Regions from separate parts of the Mus musculus genome. Here all the other regions are linked to region 3. A link is a contact called in public HiChIP or PLAC-seq data. All regions are on one chromosome and are shown on one strand. Each heading gives the region's core, a stretch centred on a gene start, on an enhancer-like site or on the middle of the called end of the contact. The rest is flanking DNA. Distances are from core to core; before and after follow the strand shown. Region 1 holds the start of Tcf7 (transcription factor 7, T cell specific). Region 2 overlaps Gm30217 (a long non-coding RNA gene). Region 3 holds the start of Sec24a (Sec24 related gene family, member A (S. cerevisiae)).

What was found. HiChIP or PLAC-seq counts read pairs in DNA pulled down with a chosen protein or histone mark.
Region 1: a contact with region 3 is called in an H3K27ac HiChIP or PLAC-seq map of microglia, with 5 times the contacts expected there. The contact joins the promoter of Tcf7 here to the promoter of Sec24a in region 3. A contact is called at or near these places in 1 of 484 Hi-C or Micro-C datasets (embryonic stem cells), 5 of 115 datasets of contacts at active chromatin or transcription factors (bone marrow-derived macrophages, embryonic forebrain, large pre-B cells and 2 more) and 2 of 9 other capture datasets (adipose tissue and liver).
Region 2: a contact with region 3 is called in an H3K4me3 HiChIP or PLAC-seq map of pro-B cells, with 4 times the contacts expected there. The contact joins the enhancer-like site here to the promoter of Sec24a in region 3. A contact is called at or near these places in 1 of 39 promoter capture datasets (embryonic stem cells) and 4 of 115 datasets of contacts at active chromatin or transcription factors (the 230-238 cell line, bone marrow-derived macrophages, large pre-B cells and 1 more).

The regions. Positions count from the first base shown.
Region 1 is chr11:52,281,054-52,285,784 of GRCm38.p6, forward strand. Tcf7 (transcription factor 7, T cell specific) reads right to left here and starts at 1,961. Exons shown (of 11, transcript NM_001313981.1): 1 at 1,875-1,961; 2 at 1,659-1,725; 3 at 1,069-1,193. The coding sequence starts at 1,164.
Region 2 is chr11:52,317,052-52,321,817 of GRCm38.p6, forward strand. It overlaps Gm30217 (a long non-coding RNA gene), which reads left to right. Exons shown (of 3, transcript XR_388631.3): 3 at 1,378-1,669. Among named protein-coding and RNA genes, the nearest start is that of Gm30217, 12 kb to the left of the region's middle. Within about 2 kb of position 1,625, at least 69 of the 459 cell types and tissues checked have an H3K27ac peak or open chromatin away from gene starts, as enhancers often do. A contact at or near this core is called in the 230-238 cell line and pro-B cells, where this site is marked.
Region 3 is chr11:51,753,979-51,758,357 of GRCm38.p6, forward strand. It overlaps Sec24a (Sec24 related gene family, member A (S. cerevisiae)), which reads right to left and starts at 2,856. Exons shown (of 23, transcript NM_175255.3): 1 at 2,099-2,856. The coding sequence starts at 2,195.

The DNA of each region.
Region 1 (4,731 bases), core at 711-3,210, 530 kb after region 3:
TTACATACAAGAGAAGCACCTCATCTACCAAGCCATCCCAGAGCCGAAAGGCAGAGACAGACAGACAGAAGCCATCCCAGAGCAGAAAAGCAGACAGACAAACAGACCATTCTGTCAACACACACAGCTTACAGGTAAAGAATGGAGTCCACTTCTAAAGACTACCAGGTCTCCCTCGGCTAAGAGGCCTAGACTCCCTATCCTAGCCCCCTACCGGGGAGCCTTCTGCATGGGTCTGCCACTCGCCATCCAAGGCTCTACCCCGGGGCTCCAACCTGCACTGGGCTCACGGCGACACCCAACAGACCTCCATGCTTCCTGTACACCCTAACTCCTGACTGAGGACACTCTGGAATCCCAGTAGTTTTCAGGAACCCCAGAACTTTTCAAAAGTCATATTTGGCTGCTACCCAGCTCAGAACCAGCCCTTCACACTTTGCTTGCCTTGAAGGGCCAAAGCCATGGCTCATGATGAATACAGCCGTGTCGCCAAGCCTGACACTGATTCACGTTGCTGACCCCTAACCAACACCCTGATCTGTCCTACATTTAGCAAACCTTTCCTTGTGTGTGCGAGAGCAGCCCAGCCCGCTCAAAACCTACACCATGTGGCATGGGTCCTCGGCAAGGACTTATACACGGCAGTCAGGACACAGTGGAACTGGGCAACGGAAAAGATTAGGTCTCTTACCCAGTCTTCTCACACCCGAGTTCCCTCGCTTCTCTGAAGGAAAAAAAAAAAAGCTAACCACAGAGCTCTAGCTCAGAGCATGCACATCACGCTAGGGAATGGCATGGGCTCAGCTCAAAAACGTTTTCAACCCCACCGTGGGCCAACACAGGCACCTGCTTGAGCAAGTTGGGAAGACAAAGGTCAAAAGCAAGTGAGAAAGACTGGAGCCGGGGCGCTCCTTCAGAGATCTCCTTTTGGGTCAGACTCCTCTGGATGTTAACTGGGCAAGAGCATCTAGGAATTGGGCAGAGAAGTCCTTTTTTGTCCAAGCATCACCTGTGTGGTCAAGTAGGTAGCCAGCCCCATTACAGGGCCTGACTGCTTCGGTCACTTACCAGCGGGGGTTGAGGCTGCGGATGCTGCCCTGCTCCGGAGGCCGGTGGGTAGGGCATGAGCAGATTGAAGGCAGAGTAGACAGTCTCTTTGTACATGCCACTGGCACACTCCGGGGCCTTCAGGCCTGGAAAAACCACAGCTGGGTCAGACACCAGCCCAGCCAGCTGCTCCTAAGGACTGAAGGCTGTCTGCTCCGGAGGGGGGTTAAAAAAAAAAAAAAAACCCTGCCAAGGGGTCCCCTTCAAGTTCGTGACTTGACAGGGAACAGCGACCTCCGAACGGGTGGAAATATCCGCAAAGGCAAGTTTTTGAGGAAAGACCCCCGAGTCCAGACCTCCACTTCGCGACCGGGACTTGACTCCCTACCCCACCCTCCTGCTTGGGAACCTTAGCCAAGGCTTGCTCCTCAAGGCAAAGGATTAGTCAGTCACCTGGGCTGGAGGGGAGGCGGAGATGGCGGGGGTCTGTTTACTCCTATAAAGGTCAGGGCACCGGAAGTGACTCCAGCTCAGCGGCGCCCGGGAAACCCGCCCCCCACACCCCCACCCCCGGTTCTAGCGCCTTCTTCCCCAGCCGCGCAAAAACTCACCGTCCTCTAGGGACTCTGGAAGTTTGTCCGGGAAAAGTCTCTGCGAAGTGTGCTCCCGTCCCAGGGCCTGCAGAGCGAAGCAGAGGGGCCATGAGGAGCGGAGGGAACAGGAGGGGCTCCAGAGATGGGACCCACGAGGACCGTGGCGCGGGGGGGCGGGTCCGCACGCTACCAACTCGGGACGAGGTCCTCCGGGGAGGAGCGGGCCGGGCTCACCTCGGGCGCTCCCTCGGCTTCTCCATGTACTCGGACGCCGGGACCCGGGACCCCGGCGCCTGCGGCCGCGCCTTCGGACTCATTCACCAGTGAGGACTTGAGCTCTGCCAGGTCCCGCTCCGGGCCCACAGCGCTGTCGCGATTCTTATCGTCCTGTTCCTCGCCTTCGTCTTGGAAGGCCAGCAGCTCGTCGGGCGCGCCGAGGTCGTCGCCTGCGCCCGCGCCGCCCCCGCCCGAGTCCAGCTGCGGCATGGTGCGCTGCGCCCGCCGGGGCGCCGGGTGCGGGGCGCGGAGCCGGCCGGGAAGGCGGCGAGCCCAGGGTGCGGGGCTCCGAGCCCGGAGCGCGGCGGGCGGAGCGCACGCTGACTCCGCCTGAGCGGCCAGTGGGCGCGGGGCGAGGGCGCGGGGCACAGCAGCTTTGGGAGCCGGCGGGTCGGAACATCAAAGGCACCGCGGGCAGCGAGCCGGGGGCGGGGCGGGCGCCGGGGCGGGGCCGCGGTGGGAGGGGCTAACGTCCCAGGCCCCGCCCTCCCCTCCCTGGAGAGACCGGGACAGGCCCACTGGGAATAATCTTAAAGGGCTCGCTCTCCAGCTATTCTCTAACCTGAAATCCATTACTAAACTCTGGAACTCCATTTCCTTAACTATCATACAGCCACAACTTGCGTCCAAGTTGCGGAGAAGGTGGTTCCTTAGACCGGTGGAACCTGTGGATGACTTGGAACCTTGGTGTGAACAGCGTCCTTTGCTCAATCTGGAGGCTTCTTACGTCCCCGGGATACTAGATGGACCCTGACACACACACACACACACACACACACACACACACACACACAAACACCTGCCCTTTTGATCATCCCTGTGCCGATTAGGGACCTTATTCCAGACAGCCTGCTTACATAGACACAAGCATTAGCGCCTCACACATTTATTGAGCTCCTGCCTGTTGTTGCATGTGCAAATCAAACACTATAAATATATGACATGTGGTGGCTCGAGGCGAGGAAGGATCGTGGCCACTCACGTGGTTTCTCCAGCCCGCTATGACTTTTTCAACTAAGTTCGACGCTTAGAACCTGCTGTCCAGGAACTGAGACTTCCGGCGGCCACATGGGTCACGAAATTCTCTCTTGGGGTCTTTAGGCAGCTGCTCAGTCTGGGAAGTTGCATCCGGAGCCCATTGACTCAGACGCTAGTTAAGGCCGCGTCTTCAGTGGCATCTCCTTGGCACCCAGCATCGAATTCACCACGACCGATCACTGTTTCTGTAAGACACTAGGCCCTTTGGATAGCCATGCAGTAAACTGAAGGTCGCACACCTCCGCCTCAAGAACGTTTCGGTGTTGGAGTCAATGTAGACCTCTTCCACCTCTTGGGAAAGCAGTTGAAACAACAGTGGGTAATTTGTGAAGGAGGACACTGGCCGCCTCTCCGACTCCCGGCCCCACAGGACCCCTGGCAGCGGCGCAAAGCCGGCCGGAAGACAGCCGCACCGCCCCTCCCGGTCCAGGCCCAGCCTGCCTGGCGGAGGATCAAAGAGACCAGGCCTTGCTTCTCAGCGCTCAGATCCTATCAGCGCCCTGCCAGCGGGGCTTCTGAGTCCTCCAGCTCCCAGCCGGGATGCCCGTTTCACCTCCTTCTCAGCGATGGGGGGCTTGGCCATTAATGCTGAGCTTGGCAATAGAGATGCGGTGCAGAACCCGCCCTTGGCACCTCTAAAGTCCTTCTTCCGCAGGTGCCAGTTTGCTACTGATTTTGACCCCATCTTCTCTAGATTCGGGGGCAGGGCAGGGGCTCCAATGGAAAGCCTACAGGAGAAGAAGGGCCCAGGGGCGAGGCCTCCCCCTACGACCTCAGCTCCGAGGTTGTCCCGGCTAACTTTGGGGTGAGCACTTCTCTGAGAAAATTGCACAGAAATTGAGATCATCCTAAGCCAAAGCGCAGCAGATCCTCCTGTGTTTATAAACGACTCCAACTTTGGCAATGTCGCTTCCATGATAGTTGGCAGACCATGAAGTTTCAACTGACACAGGTCATTGGGGGTCGAATTTCTGAAGAAAAGTCAGGGCTGGGGAGGTGTGATTCTGCCCTCCAGGGTAATTTTTTTCCCCAGCTTGGTATTGCCCTTTTATCAAAGAACAAGGCCTTTCGGCTTTATTGGTGCAGAAGTAGCCTATCCTCAAATGTTAGTGAATATATATATATATATATATACCTTTATTTGGCAAGAGAAAATATTTTTTTTTCCTGATTTGTTAGCTTTCCCACCTTTGGATGGTTTCTTTGGATGACTTTATAGAGCTGTGAAAACCCCCCTTCCTGGGATCCACTGCCCTGGGGCATCCTGGCTCCAAGCCTCACCCCCTGAGGATGAGCAGTGAGGGGGAGGCAAGAGGGGAGAAAAGGAGCTTGTGGATAGGGAGGGCGGGGGTGGCATAGATGGAGTCTCTGCCTCCGCTTCCACACTGAGCATAGTGTAAAGGCTCGCTGCGTAGCAGCTGATGTAAACTCCCACAAGATGGTAGAACAGGAAGGAGCGCAGGCACAGGAGGTCGAGAGACCCGGAATGGGCTGAGAGGCCTAGGGGTGGGGAGTGGGAGAGAGGTGGAGGTGAGATTCATCTGGTGTGGAAAACCCCCAGGGTTTGGAGAGCTAACCCAGTCTGGGCTACATAGTGAGATCCTATCTGAAGAAAAATAAAAATAAATAAATAGATAGAAGCAGCAGCAGAAGCCTAGCCAGCACCAGTTCTGTAACCATCACCGGAGAGATGATGACCTCATACACTAGGCGATTACAGCCTGCCAGCATCCATCGGAGCTTCACACACATCACCTAATTTAATCGTTACTAAACT
Region 2 (4,766 bases), core at 375-2,874, 560 kb after region 3:
CACACGTCATATACATACACACACAACACACACATATACACACAATGGTGATAGAAATGAAATTTGAACAAAGGAACTCACACAATATGTACTCACTGATAAGTGGATATTAGCCCAAAACCTAGGATACCCAAGATATAAGATACAATTTGCTAAACACATGAAACTCAAGAAAAATGAAGACTGAAGTGTGGACACTATGCCCCTCCTTAGAAGTGGGAACAAAACACCCATGGAAGGAGTTACAGAGACAAAGTTTGGAGCTGAGACTAAAGGATGGACCATGTAGAGACTGCCATATCCAGGGATCCACCCCATAATCAGCTTCCAAACGCTGACACCATTGCATACACTAGCAAGATTTTATCGAAAGGACCCAGATATAGCTGTCTCTTGTGAGACTATGCCGGGGCCTAGCAAACACAGAAGTGGATGCTCACAGTCAGCTATTGGATGGATCACAGGGCTCCCAATGGAGGAGCTAGAGAAAGTACCCAAGGAGCTAAAGGGATCTGCAACCCTATAGGTGGAACAACATTATGAACTAACCAGTACCCCGGAGCTCTTGACTCTAGCTGCATATGTATCAAAAGATGGCCTAGTCGGCCATCACTGCAAAGAGAGGCCCATTGGACACGCAAACTTTATATGCCCCAGTACAGGGGAACGCCAGGGCCAAAAAGGGTGAGTGGGTGGGTAGGGGAGTGGGGGTGGGTGGGTATGGGGGATTTTTGGTATAGCATTGGAAATGTAAATGAGCTAAATACCTAATAAAAAATGGAAAAAAAAAAGAAATGAAATTTGAAAGTTTTTCTCTTTAAGGAAACTGTCTTTGTTGGGCTGTGGTAGCACTCGCCTTCAATCCCAGCACTCAGGAGGCAAAGGCAGATGGATCTCTGAGTCTAAGGCCAATCTGGTCTACAGAGTAAATTCCAGGATAGCCAGGAGTACACGGAGAAACCCTGTCTTGAAAACCCAAAACCAAAACAAATGAAAAAAGAAAAAGAGAACGACAAGAAAAGAAACACTGTCTATAAATAAATAAATAAATAAATAAATAAATAAATGGGGTAAAGCTATTAGCTCACTCTGTGTATACAGGATAGGGCCACAGTTAAGTCAGCTGCTGGTGCCCAACACTTGCCCTATTGGGGAGCCTAACCTGGAAGTTTCTATAGGACTCTTTTTCTTTCATGGGTTTGAAACTGGGAGAGGAGAGGAGAGGAGCCCCTATCCATGGTCCCTCAGGAAGCTTATGCCAACAGCAACGTTCTTGTACAGAGCGGACCCCTTGACCTCAAGTAGGGCAAAAGAGGACACCACCAGTTTCCAAGGACCTAGCAATGGCTTACTTTTTTTTTTCTTCTTTTAAATGAGGGCCAGTGGGGACTGTGACTACAGATGCCCTCCATCTCTGATGGCGCATTCTTATCGAGGGCGACCGACCACAATGAGCAGCCTTTGAGAGACCGCAGCTCAGCTGGCTTTGATGTCACCTGGCCTGTGGCCTGCCTGTGTGGATGCAGCGATCCTTCTACCCGGCCACACGCCCACTGGGCCCCGCACACCCTGCAAGCAGCTGGAAGTCAGGCTTCACAGCCACTGTGAGAAGCCCCCACCGCAGGCCACTCTAACATCACTCACAGCTTCCAGTGCCTGCCCAAGTTCAAACAGGAAGCCTGGGTTTTTCCTGTGTTGACGACAGCTTGTGTTCTCTTTCTGTTCAGCTCTGGGGCGCCCTGATGGCTTGGGCTCCTGGGGATGAATGTTTGAGGGTATCAGTGTGCTTCGGGGTCTTTCTGGCAAAAGTCTCAGCAGAACCACTTCTTCCGGGAAGGCTGGGCAAAGGCCTGGAGGGTGGTCTAGATCATCAATTGCTTTGCCGGTGAAAGCGGACTCTGGCCAAGCACTTAGTGAGCCTGCAGTACACACATGTTCTATCAATCCTCACTGAAGTCGCATGTCTGCAGACAAGCCAGGCTCTTTGCATGTTCCTGGGATACCACCTGCTCTGTGCCCGTGGCCTAGACAGTCACCCAGGAGGTATCTCCTGGCTTTCCTCTTCCTCATTCCCTTCCCCAGCGGAGACAAAGACTGCCTGTCTCTTTTCCTCGGTGTCCCCGCGTGCAGCCCCTCCCCCTGGCACCTATGAGGGTCTTCCTCCACTATGTCTTCACAGTTCTGCCTCATCTCTTTCCACCCACAGACCACTTGATGGTGGTCAAAGCATCTTCCTCAGATGCCCGAGGGACCGTGTCAAAACCAGACATCTTTGCTTCTCATCCTTGCCCACCTCCTGTGTGCTGAGTCTGAACGCCCTACTATGGAGTCCTTCATCCATAGGAGCCTTCGACCTCCTTGAACGCACCCTTGCCTCTGTTTGTGCTGATGGCACCCAGGCCTTTGTGGGTCCCTAAAGAGGCCACAGTCTTATTAGTTTCCTGGGCTGACTGCATGGTTCTGACTGAGCCTGCTTGTCCCTGTCCTCTGTAGTATGCCAGTTCTTACCCTCTGTTGACCCCTGTCACTCTCCTCTGATATTAGCTTGCTGGATGGCTGACTGGTTTTAATATAGGGTCTCTTGTAGTCCAGCTTGACCCCTAATTTACTATATAGCAGACGATGACCTTGAACTCTCTGATCCATTGGTGCTTCCTCCCAAGTGCTGGGACAACAATATTTGCCCCCACACCAGATTTGATCTCTTTTCTCTGCATGTGTATGATAATCCATTCTGCAAGCATCCTCTTCAGGGGTCTCTAACCCCAGAAGGCAGGGATTGGATGTGGCTTCCTGTCTGAAGATCAGCCCCACCCTGCTTGGTTAAGAGGAGCCCTTCACGGTTGGGAGTGGAGAGGGGCCCAGGCACTGAGACCCCCCCTGCCTAACTCCCCGTTGGAGCATGTGAGTATGTTTTCCTGAAATGAGGCCTTTCCGTAGCTCAGCCTGCCTGCTCTCACCACATTTGGGCCTCTGTGGAAACATAACATAGGTTCCCAAGGGAGGGCTGAAGAGATAACCTGGTAACATTTAATGTGCATTAGGGTGCCTTGTAAATAACTCCAAGCATTTCTTCTCTTAAGAGACTAAACCTTCCCCTTAAACCTTTATTTTTCTCAATCAAAAACTCTTCCATCCTGGGCAAAGGGGGAAATTAGTGAAGAGCAAACCTCACCCCGACCTGAGCTTGAAAACCAGAGACTTCAAACGCACCCACCAAACTTCTCCTCTCTCCCTAGACAGGGTCTTGGGTAACCTGAACTGGCCTCAAACTCATTACCTTGAGTGACCTCCAGTTTCTGATCCTCCTGCCACCCACATCCCCAGTTCTGGGTTTGCAGGCATGCTCCACCCCGCCCAGTTTTATGCAGGTTTGGGATCTAACCCATTGCTTTGTGCTTAGCGGACAAACTCGATACCGACTGAGAGGCATCTCCATTTCCAACCAATTGACTGAGGGCTTACCATGCACAGCCTCTGCCTTCACGATCACCCAGGTGGTCACTGGGCCTGTCTTCTCTACACTGGGACTTGTAGGCTCTCTGCTTTGTGGGTATGCCCCAGAGTCATGTCTGCCGTCATTATTATGACATCAGAACTGACAGTCAGCCTGGCCACACTGTTGTCAACACAACTCCCAAGAGGCGAACTGAGGCAAGAGCATTGGATGTTTAAGACTAGGCTAAGCAACATAGCAAGACCCTGTACCAAAATAAAAGAACAGCTGTGAGTCACTGTGGTTAGAGTTTTGCATGTATTCTCCCAGTTAATCAATATTACAACCCTACATGCTAGTCATTCGTTGTATGAGGGGACTGAGGCACAGAGAAAAGCCAGGCCTCCCTTTGGCCTTCCCAGTACTTACTCATGCTGGCATAATGACTGTGGGGTATGTGTATGGAGTATGGGGTATGGGATATGGGATATGGGATATGGGATATGGGATATGGGATATGGGATATGGGGTATGGGTATGGGGTATGGGGTATAGGGTATGTGGTATGGGGTAGTTTCTTCAGAGCCAAGGGAAAAATGGAAGGTGGGTGGCCTGGGGAGGAGGGCTGTCCCAAGACTTGGCTGAGGTCAGATCTCCAGTTAATACCTCGAAAGGACATTAAAGGTACTCAATGAATGTCCAGAGGAATTCCCCCACAAGGTCAGAAGGGACTTTGGCCTTGCTCCCTAAATTTAATGTCACAGAATTTTCCTAAAGCAAGCTGCCCAATAGGGCACGATAGCATACTTCAGTAATCTCAGGAAACTAAGGCAGGAGGATCACAAGTTTAAGGTCAGACTAGGCTACAGAGTAGAATCTAAGCATTCGTTCAAAACAGCCTGATCCTCTAGATGTGGCAGTGCAGGTCTTTAAGCCCACCTCTCAGGAGGCAGAAGCCAGTGGATCTCTGTACTGCATAATGAGTCCCAGGCTTGTCAGGGCTACATAGTGAGACCCTGTCTCAAACAGAAGGCAGACAGACTGATGGACTGACTGACAGACAGACAGACAGACAATAAACAAATGAATAAAACTGAATTAGAATTGGACTTGGTGTCACGGGCTTGTGATCCTAGCCCTTGGGAGGCAGGAGCAGGATGAGGAAGGAGTTCAGAGCCTTTCTGGCTACACAGGGAGTTTGAGGCCAGCATCACTACCTGGCATCAAGCCTCGGTACAAACCCTAAGCCACACCTTCATCTTCTGAACCAGAAACGCCCTGTTTGGCTCAACATCTGCAGCTTTAGAAGCTCTTCAGGGAATCCTCATGC
Region 3 (4,379 bases), core at 1,606-4,105:
CACACACACACACACACACACACACACACACACACACGAAAAGCTACTAGAAGAAATTGAGGTGAGCTTCTTCTGATGGCACAAGTCTCTAATGCCAGCATTTGGAAAGCAGAGGCAGGTGAATCTCATAGGAAGTTTCAGGCCAGCCAGGGCTATAAAGTAAGACCTTAATTCAAAACAAAACCACAAAAAAACTTTTAAAATGGTTATTACAGCCAAGCAGTAGTGGCACACACCTTTAATCTCACCACTTGGGAGGCAGAGGCAGGTGAATATCTGAGTTCCAGGCCAGCCTGGTCTACAGGGACAGCCAAGGCTGCTACACAGAGAAACCCTGCTTCAATAAAACAAAAATAATTAAAGAAGGTTATTATAAAACACCGAGGAGAAAGGGGAAGGCATAGATTATGCAGTTATATGATAACCTCAAAAGTAAAAATAAAATAAAATAAAATAAATCACCCTAACAACCAAGAACAGCAAAAGTGTCAACTCGAGCTCTTTATTCTTACAGTCTTATCTCTACTCCTTTTATTGGAGTTTTTACAGCTGCTACCATCCTGAACCACAATTCCATATCTGGATTCCCAAATAGCTCTAAGCAACCCAGACAGGAGTGCACTCTTATGCCCAAGGTCAGAACATAGATGTGCAACAGGTGCATGTTTGGCTTTGACCAAATTAACAAAGTAAGTGGGCTATGGAAATTCCAGCTCTGCAATGCAAGCACTAGAGCAGCTGAGACAGGAGAATTGCCACAAGTTTCAAGCCAACTGGAGATAAGAGCGAGACAGTGTCAATAAATAAATAAATAAATAAATAGCAATGGAATATCTCCAACAGAGCCTAACATACTGATTCAATTCCTGCAAAAACATTTCAAAGTCCTCACAGCTCTACTTGCATGTAAGCTTACTGGCACATTTACTTTGTGATTTAAGTGCAATTCGTAAGCAAAACCCACACAGGCGACATCTTCAGTTGTTTTCACCTTAAAGTGGATGATTGCATCTTCTCAGCAAATGTCAATGTCACAGAAGAAAATGTAGTTTACATAATCTCTTACTATAAACTCAAGAAACAATTCAAGTTGAAAACCTGTCAGTGATTCTCAGCTTCTCTTGCCCTGCCCACATAGCTGCCTACCCACATTTTTAAGTCTTACAAAGAACATTCTTTGTAAAGAAAACAGTAGTCTTCTCTAAATACATTGTAACCAGCAATTTTAGTCACTGGCTATTTTCTACAACTTTAAATGGGCACAGTAAGTACTTTAGTATTATTCTCCCTGTCTTCTTCCCATAAAGCAAAGATTTGTAGGCTAATTTGTAAGTAGGCAGAAAATGAGTCTTTATTATATCAATTAAAATAAGCTTAGCAAATCACGCTGTAGGAAGGCGTCAGGAATCCTAGAAGAGATATCCAATTATAAGATATTCTCCCGCCAAATGATAAATTATAGTGCCAGATGTACTCTCTCTAGGGTTCAGAGAGTTGTGACTAACTTACATTCTAAATGAAGAGGAGGGCCCTAGAAACGAAGCCCTAGCCATCCATCTATTTGGTTCTTCCACAACTGAAAAACTAAACAGGAGGCCCAAGGACTGTCGTAGGAAGAAGATCCTTGAAGAAAGATCCCTGCAGAGATGAGCAAGTCCTAAAGGGATCTGTCAAAGACGGAGTCATTCATTCATCTCTGCAAATTAGTATTAATAAGCACTGACCCGCCACCCCCCTGCACTTCGAGCCTGCGGACCCGAGATGAACCCTGCCCTCCAGGACACAGGACTGAGGTGGCGCATTGCGTGATGACACCCAGACACTATGACCTCCATAAGGCAGTTCTGGGAACTGATTTCGTCTACGATTCTTGTTCACCTCTTGTTTATCTCAGACGTTGCATACTGCAGGTGCTTACTGTTTGCAGGCTGAACCTATAAATACACATGAAACTGTCCCACCAGCGTGGATCTGCAGGTGCATGTCCACCGCGGCTCCCGGGTCCAGGCCGTCATCCGCCACTCCCCGCGGTAGACCTGGCTGGGACTTGTCCCTGGCCCGAGCTGTGCCGCCCTCCCCGCCCCCGTGCGGCACTCACCGTTGGTGTAGGGAGACCCCGAGGCTGAGGCGGCTCCGTTCTGGGCCTGGAGGCTAGCTGCGGCACCGCGGGCAGCGGGGATCCGGGGCTGGGCCATGGCGCCCGGGGATCTCAGGGTAAGACGGAGCCGTCGGGGTCGACCGCAGCGCCCAGCCTAAGAGCTCCAACAGGAAAACCGAGGGCAGGGACCTGGAGGCCGGAGAAGCGGAACACGCGGGGTGGCACGTCAAAGTAGAGGCATGGCGTGTCCGTGTCTTCTGCCCGCCGGCGGCCACGACCTGGCCAGGGCGCGGAGAGGCTCCGGAGTCAGGCCGGCTGGGCTGGGAACGCCGGGCTCGGAGGCAGCAGCCGAACCCGGAGAGGAGGGAGGCCCTGGGCGGAGCCGCCGGCCGCGCAGGCACAGTGGGGACACGTGGCACTTCCGGTTCCGGCTGGAGGCTGCGGCCGTGCTCTCTGTCCCCGGGGAGCTGCCCCGAGGGCACCTGACAGTCCCGTGTCCGGGCCCGGAGGACCGTGCACGGACTCGCCTGCCACGTCACGGACTCCCGCCGCCCGCCGGAAGTAGCCTGTGTCACCACTGCGAAAATACCCGGCGTGGAGAACGTCACCTTGCTGACAGTCCCAGGGGTGGTGCGGATTTTTAGAATCGATTGGGTGGGACAGGAGAGACCCGGCTCCTCTTCCGGGATTCTCTGAGGATTACCTGAGACGACCGATGTCCTCGGCTACCGCTGGTGGCCCAGCCGATGCTATGCCAGCTGTAGAGTGCAAGAGAATTTTAAAAAGAGGTGTTCAATTACGTGTGTTTGTCAAAGTGTCATGGGCGGGACATGGCGGCAATCAGGAGGTCGAGGCAGAAGTGTTCTAAGTTCGAAGGCGGCCTAGTCAGGTCAGCCAGGGCTGGAGTGAAGATGCTGGGTCAAGGTTAAAATGTCTGATGACGTTAAGGAGGAAGCTCTTCTTTTCAACTGGAGGATTAAGATTAATTTTGACGTTAGCCTGTTGGTAGCATAGTCACTCCGAAGTACATCCACCACACATGGATCGGGAATCCATCCCTCTCCTATCCCAGTGTTGACAATGGAGTCCAATGTCCTAGGGAAGCCCTTAGTTTACACTGAGCTAGGCAACTTCTATAATAACAAGTATTTAGTTAATACTGAGGCTCCAAGCCGGGCGTGGTGGCGCACGCCTTTAGTCCCAGCTCTCAGGAGGCAGAGGCAGGCGAATTTTTGAGTTCGAGGCCAGCCTGGTCCACAGAGTGAGTTCCAGGACAATCAGGGCTAATCAGAGAAACCCTGTCCCGAAAAAAAAAAAAATACTGAGGCCCCGGACTAAATAACATTTAAAATGGTAATTGTAATGGTATCGTACTCCTATAGTTCTGGATACAGAAAAGTGAGGCAGGAAGATCTTGAATTCAAGACCAGCCTGGGCAATTTACCAGGACTCAGTTTCTTTAAAAGGGGTTAGATATGTAGGTCACTCATAAAGAGTTTCCCTAACCTTGTAGGAAGAAGCCCTGAGTTCAAAAGAATTAAAGGCAGTTTACATTATGAGAGTTTACATTAAGTCGAATAATTCAAATGTCCTTTCTGGGCAAGTAGCTTGTGGGTTGCTTTTATTTTTACCCCCAAACAGACTTTCTGACTTGTAAGACCAAAGAGAAGTAGAAACTGGTTGGTTATGCAACATACTTAGTGATATCAGTGTGATCTTTAGCTACTTTGGTTTTACCTGCTCCAAGCAGATGACAAAGTCCTTCACAGATGTGTGCTGCTGATTGAAACGTATTATGCCATGAGTTTCACAACCTCGGGCGAAAGTACATCTTACCAAACTCATTTACTATCTAATGCTGGCTACGAAGTATTACAGAAAAAGAGCACAATCTAAAACTACTGTCAGACCCAAGAAGCAAGCAGTAACCACATATACAAATTTACCCTAACCTTGATTTCATTAATAGTTACCTCAAAACCATACTAAAATATATTTGCTCTGAGTGGAATTAAACAATTAAAAAAAAAGATTGTTTTATTGTTTTAAAGTTTGTTTTCTGTATGTATGGGTACCTACATAGAAGTATTTACACGCTGGTCGATGGTGGCACACACCTTTAATCCCGGCATTTGAGAGGCAGAGACAGGTGGATTTCTGAGTTCGAGGCCAGCCTGGTCTACAGAGTGAGTTCCAGAACAGCCAGGGCTACACAGAGAAACCCTGTCTTGAAAAACCAAAAAAAAAAAGAAAGAAAAGAAAAGAAAAAAAAAGTATTTTA